Regions from separate parts of the Mus musculus genome. Here region 1 is linked to region 2. A link is a contact called in public Hi-C data. All regions are on one chromosome and are shown on one strand. The core of a region is the stretch at or near the end of the contact, and the rest is flanking DNA. Distances in the headings are between cores, read along the strand shown. Region 1 overlaps Opcml (opioid binding protein/cell adhesion molecule-like). Region 2 overlaps Opcml (opioid binding protein/cell adhesion molecule-like).

Region 1 (4,345 bases), core at 684-3,183, 180 kb after region 2:
CTCAAGGTTCTCTCATGTTCCTCCACAGCTTAAAACAAGCAACCGCACACTCAGGTGTGCTTCTGGCTGGACGGCAGGGAAGGATTCAAAGAAAACTTTGCAAGTAGGGAACATAGGCCCATGGGTAACCTTCTAACCAACCTCTCGCTCTCAGTTAGGAGCATAGTTAAAATGTCCCACAGATGTGACAAAAGCCAACTTAGGGGGCAAATAAAAATATGTGCTAAAGGACATAGGGATAGCCATTTTGGGTGTCCACTGAGGACATAGTCACTGCCACCCAGCTTCATCCTCTGACCCCAGCCTTTCTGCTCACCATGGCTCACAGTCAGTCACATGGGGATATCTAGGAGCTTGTTGCAATGAATATTCTCCGGATCTGCCCTGGATGGACCCAAGTGAGACTGTATTTTAACAAGATTGGGCATGGAACTGGGTACACATCAGCATCAGAGGGGCAGTGCCCTGCCGTGCCTTGTGCTGATGTTGATTCAAACCGAGGTCTACTTGCCTGACCAAGTGTGTCTGTTCAGGACTGTGGGGCTACAGGCTATTGCAGGCTGCTATGGGGGAGCCCTGTTCACAGCCACTAAGGGATTCCTTTAGCTTCCCCTCTACACCCTGCTTGTGGGAACTGATAAACTATGCCTCTGTCATGGAATGATCTTCATGGTGAGTTAATTCCCTGAGACTGACTGCTGCCATCATGGCTCCAGTTCGAAGGATGTTCCTGATTAAGGAAAAATGATGAGGTCTCAACTTGTCGTTGGCTCTGACACTGCCACAGAATGGAAGGCAGAGCTGGCTGGAGGGTGCTGAGATGAAGGCGGGGGTCCTTTCTCCCAGGAGGCAGGTCACAGGAAGTCACGCTATGGTTTTCCCTGTATATATACCCCAGAACAGCAGAGTCAGGGAATAAGGAAGCCACATGTAGTGGGGATGCTGTTGTCACTCTTCACACACAGATTGTGCCCTTGCACTTGGCAGGGTCCCTTCACCCAGGCTGAGTATAGAATCAACTCTTCTGCACTCTGATATCCAGCCTTGAATGCTTCTGGGGAAAAAAAGAGGTCACCACATGTCAGGATAGCTACCCTTCTCCCTATGCCATGAACTCTAAGGAATGGTTTGGTCATTTCCTTCTATCAAGTTCAAAGACATCTCCCTGATACACACGGGTGCAAAACATACATACGATACTACGATATGCTATTGAATAAACTCACAAGCTCTCTGGCAGCAAATGTTTTCATCTGGAGAGGCAGGGGTCAGGGCAGAAATACAGGCAGATCTACATACGGAGAGCAGGGTCCAGTGAAGTGGAAGTGGGTGTGTGGAGGAAGGCAGGAGTGGGCATAAAAAGTGAGGAAAAGCAAGAGGGAGGATTACATAAGGAGACCAGTCCACTCACAATAACAGGATTGACGTGGCTCAGGACTTCTCCCCAAACCTGTCATTCATAACTCCTAACAGCTTCATACTTCATATTCCCCCAGCAGAGAAGGGGCAGCATAGAATAGATAGTGAGGAGTAGGATGTGTTTGTGGCAGGGGAGTGTCTGCCTGTACTGGGTTTAGTTCTCAAATTGGAGTGACAAGCGGCACTATTAAAAATCCATGTGCATCATGAGCCCCCTTGTGTCTTTGAAGAGCCATTGCAGCTCTGCAAGAATTACTGGGCTGAGGACTCTTCCAGGGGATTGAAGGGTGTCTCTGCTGGATGAACAAGGTACAAGGGCCCAGAAATGAGCACTGAGAGTGACCCAAATCTTTGTACAGGCAATCTATAAGGGCTTTATTTTTTTATTCCTTGTCTAGGTTCTGTTTGGCGTCTAAAGCACATTTCTTTCCCTATCAGCGATTCCACACAAGGGCTTGCTCACCCCTTCACTGTTCCCATCGCTTCTGTTTTGTTTGCTATGCATGCTGACAGCTGTGTGTAGGCCATGTGCTCTTCCTTGTGTGTGCCTGATGATAACAGTGAGCTTCTCTCTACTTCCTCTAACTTAGGTAAGTGATGCTGTGGTGGAGAGCTCACTGTTCCCGCATCTCCCATGCACACATTTCAACGCATCCCTGCTTCTCTGTGCTGAGTTCCTTCTGTCCAGTGACTCCTGTGATCTGTATCTTTGCAGCTGTTCCTCAAGGTTAGATCCTCATGTACCACCACTGGTACAGTTACCCTGCCCGCCAGCAACCTCTACCCCAGCAAATATCCCTGCAAGAGATGCTCTCTGGTATTTAGGATAGCTTGGGGCTGTAAAGTATGCCAAAGGACAAATCTAGGTCACAGGAATTAGTTGAGTTAACCTAAGGGCTAGCTCAGGCACTCACCAACCACGGCTTCCACAGTTGTTATTCCCGTTGTTTCCATGTCCCCTCTGCCACTGCCAGCCTTCCCATTTCTACCAGCCAATTATGTATAAAATGACTCAGTCTCATACTCACCTGCTCACCAACAAACTGAGACTCCCTTCCTGTATTCCACTGGCATCTGAGTTTCATTTTTAAATCCCATGTTCATTTCATTTGCCCATAATCCATCATCGTTTTTTTTTTTCTTTTTGGTTTTATTGATGTGAAGATTGTCTTTGTAGAACGAGTATTAATTCTATGGTGCTTTCAGATATTAAATTATTTTCTTCCATGCAGTCCAATACAAAAATATTTCCTATTCTGGACAGAAATCTTTCACTCTATCATACTTATTCATAGTTTCCTTTGTGCCTTTAGCTTTTGAGATCATGTATAGAAATTCAAGCGAGTCTTCCCCCTCTCCTAGCTCACAGAGTCACCCTCTGGCTTTTCTCTTTGTTGGCTTTGATAGTTTCTCCTTCCTGCACTCATATCTTTAGTCACAAGGCATCTGGCTCTCAATCAACACTGGGCTGGGATCTGGTGTTGTCCTATCTTGGTCTCTGAATGCTTTCTGCTCTCATTTAAACAAATTGCCATGCTGAGCCTGTGGGAGAAACAGTCCAGAAGCACAAAGCTTGGAACTGGTTGCAGGGATCAGCTCCATGGCTGGAGCAGGCTGATGGACCCGGAGTCTGATCTCAGAGTTTCCAGACTAGGTCGAGTCCTCTCTCCAGGGAGCCGTAAGTCTGATGGCGATTGGTTCTGACTCACCAGAACCAATGATTACCTCCCTTGCCGGATTTCTTGAAAGACAAGGTTTCACCCACCTGTTCTAGGCAGCTTGGATAATAAACAGCAAAATGAATCACACGTGTCACCATTTGCCCATTGGCAGCCATTGCTGCCCTGTCACAAAGAACTTTCCCATTGTAGCTTTAGAAATATGATACCAGAAGAACTGGTCAGAAGTGCCTATTAGCTGTGTCTCAGATTCACCTGTAGGGAGGGAAAGACCTGAGTGGAAAAAAATAATAAAATGGAGAGTGGAATTGGATGTATGTATTTACCCACTGCGCACCAGCTTAGTCCTCAGCTCTCTGTAGGTTACTTCCTTCCTCTGAGCTCCAGCATCTTCCTGAGCGATGGGAATGAATGGCTATGTGGATGGTGACATATACCCTAGGTGATTTATTTATCTATTGACCTATTTAGGCAGAGAGAGAGAAAGAGAGAGAGAGAGAGAGAGAGAGAGAGAGAGAGAGAGAGAGAGAGAGAGAGAGAGAATGAATTATGTGTGTATGTGTGTATCCACATATGTGCATGCATGCCAAAACTTGTGTGTATATATTTATATATTAGAGGAAAGATTTCCAATGTTGGTTCTTTTCCGACCAATAGTGTGCATTTGTGGATGGGGTGGAAGTCCCTGAAGATCATAAGTCAACATGGCAGGTGACTCCCTTACAGGGTAAGCTACCTCATTGGCCCTCGTTGGAGGGAGTTTTATGCAAGATCTCATCTAAGCATTGGGACATAACCCTTACCTGTCCGTATTATGACATGAGCCAGATCAAGTCCAAAATGCTGCTGGCATTTCTATGACACGTGCACACTTCTGACCAAAGTTTGAACAGTTTTACACACCATGTCTTAAGGATCTAATTGTTCCACATTGTGAATGACAGTCCAGAAGCAGGTGTGTTCTCCCTTGCAGAGATAAATGAAAAGTCTCGATGAGGTAAGGCCAAGTAGGTCTCTCTTCAGCACAGAAAGTGAAGAAATGGCTGTCCTTGCTGGGGACATTTCTCATTTCCTGAAACCCACAAGTTTAGATAGCAATGGTTTGGGACTAGAGCAGGGTAGAGGAAATTATTTGGAGTGTAAATATAGCTAGAAACAGCCAATTTATTTGCCAAACACATACCTGTTAAACTGCAAAGTATGTCCTGCAAAACGTTAAGCAAATAAAGTATAAAATAATAAATATT
Region 2 (4,411 bases), core at 765-3,264:
ATTTTCTAGATTTGCCATCTTTGAACCTGCTAAATATGTGTTCACTTCTGTGCTTTTGCAAAGCCTGTATTTTTTTTTTCTCCCTGGAACATTTTGTCCCCAGCCAGCTCCCTCTACCTCTGTGTCTTTTATCAATCAACTCAGAGCTCCTGTTCCGCTTCTTGCTTCACCAGAAGTCAATATTCAAAGTTACTTCCTGTTTACCTATGGCCTACTTTTTTGTTTGTTTGTTTGTTTTTTCAAGACCGTGTTTCTCTATGTAGCCCTGGCTGTCCTGGAACTCACTCTGTAGACCAGGCTGGCCTAGAACTCAGAAACCCGCCTGCCTCTGCCTCCCAATTGCTGGGATTAAAGGTGTGCGCCACCACTGCCCAGCAGGCCTACGTTTTCATTAAGAAATAAGGAATATGGAGGGAGAACACTGTTAGCTGCCTGTTAAATTAAGAGCAGTATCAGGGAACAGAGTGTGCAGTAACTAGTCATTAAATGAAGAACTGTGCAAAACTCCATCTTTCCTCAGCATAAAGACTTGATTGATGGCCTCTTCATCTCCTTTTATCCCTAGCCTGTCCTTCTATTTTGATTTTCTTTCTGGCAGGATAAGCTTTGTTTAGTAATTAATATTCTATACTTTTGCTATAATTCTCATGGTTTGAATATTACCATTTTATCCTTTTCCTTTACCACTTCTTCAACAATGATCGAGGGAGTTCACTAGTTCCTAGAAAACTGATTGAGGCTCTTGGGCATAGATGGGAATGCATGGGGCTGTCATCATATCAAGTGTTCTTATAGCTCAGGTCTCAAAAACATCTTACTCTGAATGGCGGAGTTTGAGAAAATGAGATGCAGTCTGAGTTCCAGCTCAGCTCTCACATACTGCATGGCTTTAAGGATGTTATTGAACCTCTCCGTGACTCAGGTTTGGGAGAGCAGAGAATCTAATGTTGACCTCCTGAGTTTGAATTGAGAATTCAATTTGTGAATTCGTCCAAGTACTGAAACAGCAGGCCTAGCATACAATTCCCTTTTGAAACAAAGACCCAGGAATGAAACAAGGCAGTTCTTTTCTCTGGTCCCAGCAACTCAAATAGGCATCATGAGTCCCGAGCATTTCCTATCTGCTAACAGGGGGACAATGGAATAATTTCTCACTGTGGTTTCGTTCACTCTAACATTCAAAGGTGAGTAATCTTAAAGCCAGGAAGACAGAATCCGTGCTTCTAATTTGATTTGATTTTTAGTTTACTTCTGCTCAGGCTGTGGGGTTTCAAATGGATTATCCATATTTCAATTTTAAAGCCTACCGGGCCCTCCTGTTCTGCTGCTGTTTGTCCTAAGTGCTCTAAGGAGCCCCCCAGAGTGTGCTGGGTGACCCTATACAGGTGAGGCAGGTTGGGCTCCATGGGCTATTAGGATTCTGGCGCTGCTGGGGAAGTAAACTTAGCATCATGCATCTAGCCTCATGAGGGGTGAAGCTAGCATCCTAAAGTGAGCAAGGAAACCCGTGTCCCAGGATGACTCACAGAAGATTTGGCCACAGGTCCCCAATGATCAGCCTAAAGAATATACAGGATGAGACTGTCACCCCTAACCTAACCTCAGAGTAGCACAAAAATGAATTTCTGGGCCCCACTACTTGCTCAGGAAAGGCCATAGAAGCTGAGACATTGCAACACTGGGTGAACCTCCTTCTCAGAGTGACACTGAATTAATTGTCACTCCCTAATGTGATGAAGCAGGCCTGCAGCTGGATCTCACATGCCCATGGGGGTAACTTTGCTACCTTCACTTAACATGCCTGCTAATTCTAGATGTGCAGAAAAATAATATGCCAGTTTCTCTCGTGGCACTAGTATTTCATACACAGATAACTTGACCATGAGTTTTCCCCGTCCATCATTCATAAAAATAAAAGACTCTTCTGTCAGTTCACTGACTAGATAGTGTATAGCTTTCCAAAACTAGGTGTCATTTAAATGGTAGATGTTGGAGGCAGATGGTTGTGCCAGGCCAACCATCTCTTTGTCTTTGGTCTCAGTGAGGAAAGGGATCCATTGCTTCCTCCAATGTCATTACTCTAGCCAATGCCAATCACCCTCCACTCAAGGCACAGATGGAAAGGGCACCGCCTTTCATCTATGTCCTGAAAGTACACAATATCTAGATACATACCCAGGAGTTGAAAGCAGGCTCAGCTTGTAGCTGAATATAGCAGGACTTACCCGGAACACTGGCTACTTAAATAATGACATAGAGACTTTTTAATACTTTAAAGCTTAGGCCATTTACTGGACAGTCTCCCAGCTACTCTAACATGACTGGTCCTGGCACAGCATCCTGCCACATAGCCAGCTTTACCTCTTTGCTCTGCTCCAGTCTGACCCTTAACCTCCGTGTCTGCTGCCTGACTCTCTTCCCTCTCATCTCTTCTTTCATTGTCTTTCTCTCTGCCCAGAAGATCTGCCCTCCACTTCCTGCCCAGCTATTGGCCATCAGATCTTTATTACAGCCAATCAGATAAGATTCTAGATTTCGTTCAGCAAGTGAGGAAGGAACAATACAAACATCTTGCTAGCATTTAGCTCTCTGCCAGTCCAAAATTAAGAATTTATTATATAGAGTCATATCTTCATGTAATGTACCCTAACAGCCGAGTGTGTTTCAGCATCCAGCTCCTGATGCAGCATAAATCTTCAGGCCATGGGATGAAGACAAGGCCCAGTGTCTGTGCTAAAGCAGGCATACAACCTCACAGGTGATATAGGTCAGAAGCAAGTGGATGCAATGGTGCACAATTACAACTATGAAAGAGACAGGCAGCACACATCCAAGAAAGCACGGGGTGGAATGAAAACAGTCTCAGGGATGCTGTAACTCAGACTCCCTTTTCTTAGGAGAATCTCACTCCCTACTAAAATCTTAGACACTTAGCCTTACATAGTGTTGAAAGGGTAGGCCATCAAGGTCAAAATGGGATTAACTTGAACAGAACTTTTTTTATACTTGGCTTTCCAACTTTTATTAAGCAAAGTCTGGGGCAGTTCACTGCTGGTCAATTAGTCAGGAATTTCAGGGGACAATTAAACTATTGTCAACTTGAAATTGGACCTGATAGGAGTATGTACCTCACAGAAGTCAGCAAACATCACAAATAGGGATATTTGTGTGTGTGTGTGTATGTATGTGTTCTTGTTGTTCTTAGAGAGCTTATTGATCACCCTTCTCAGCATAGAATTCAGTGATTTTAAGGTTTAATAAAATAATTTATTAAGAGAAAAATATCATAGCAAATGTCTTAAGAATTAATGCAATGCATGACAATATAAAATATTAATTGTTTCTGATTTTCACCGGGCGTGGTGGCACATGCCTTTAATCCCAGCACTTGGAAGGCAGAGGCAGGCGAATTTCTGAGTTCGAGCCCAGCCTGGTTTACAGAGTGAGTTCCAGGACAGCCAGGACTATACAGAGAAACCCTGCCTCAAAAAAACAAAAAAACAAAAACAAACAAAAAAAATTGTTCCTGATTTTCACGTTTTTGTCAACATTGTGTGTAACCTATGTCATTACATTTATTATTCCCAAAATGAAAGCTATTATGTTATTTTAAATACAGATATCATCAAAGGAAGTTTTATTAATGGTGTAAGAGAGGAATATTCAGAGCACAGGTTGGGCATTAATTACCTGAAAAATTTGTAGCCAAGAGTGTTGTAGAGCTGGAGTTTTTCATATTTTGGAGTGTTTGGCTATATGTAAGGAGATATCTTGGGGATGGGTCCCATGTCTAAACATCAAATTTACTGACACTATGCAAGGTAAATTTATACAATGTTTTCATCACGACTGCATTTTGCCTATGACCTGTCATAGGAGATCAAATGTGGAATTTTCTACATGTGGTACCATGTCAGTAGTCAAAAATGTTTAGATTTGAAAGCCTCCTGTATTATGGATTTGAGGGTTGGAGTGCTCAGCTCCTATTTCTTGCTCTGTAGTAAGTAGTTAGTAATAAATGAATAACAAAGAGTCCATTCATGTACAAACTATGTCAGCCCACACCCAGAGATATATACACACAGCAAGACACAGGATTTTCGGTGACGTTTCATGATGGCTTCAGGTGCTTTTCCCCTAAGGCTGAATGAAGCTTCACTGTAGCACATATACACTAAGTGCTTGCAATCATACGTACACTAACCAAAGTGCCACAGTTACGTATACTAACTCATATAATCATCGTAGAAGTTCCCAATTGAAGAAAGTAATATTATCTATCTTAATTTTACCGATAAGTAAACTGGAGTAAAGCGTTTAAACATGCCACAGCTTGGTGGCAAAGCCAGAATGACACCCAAGCACCTAGCTGTTTCCTGTCCCTGTACTTCACAGCTGCAGTCGAAATCGT

What was found. A called contact is a pair of places that touch in the nucleus more often than the background predicts.
Region 1: a contact with region 2 is called in a Hi-C map of the N1E-115 cell line, with 2.7 times the contacts expected there. The contact joins two enhancer-like sites. A contact is called at or near these places in 4 of 484 Hi-C or Micro-C datasets (the N1E-115 cell line, cerebellar granule neurons, neural progenitor cells and 1 more).

Annotation. Positions count from the first base shown.
Region 1 is chr9:28,246,373-28,250,717 of GRCm38.p6, forward strand. All of the region lies in intron 1 of Opcml (opioid binding protein/cell adhesion molecule-like), which reads left to right. Among named protein-coding and RNA genes, the nearest start is that of Gm39313, 150 kb to the right of the region's middle. Within about 2 kb of position 1,934, at least 43 of the 459 cell types and tissues checked have an H3K27ac peak or open chromatin away from gene starts, as enhancers often do. A contact at or near this core is called in the N1E-115 cell line, where this site is marked.
Region 2 is chr9:28,066,392-28,070,802 of GRCm38.p6, forward strand. The region is part of intron 1 of Opcml (opioid binding protein/cell adhesion molecule-like); the gene reads left to right. Among named protein-coding and RNA genes, the nearest start is that of Opcml, 280 kb to the left of the region's middle. Within about 2 kb of position 2,015, at least 1 of the 459 cell types and tissues checked has an H3K27ac peak or open chromatin away from gene starts, as enhancers often do. A contact at or near this core is called in the N1E-115 cell line, where this site is marked.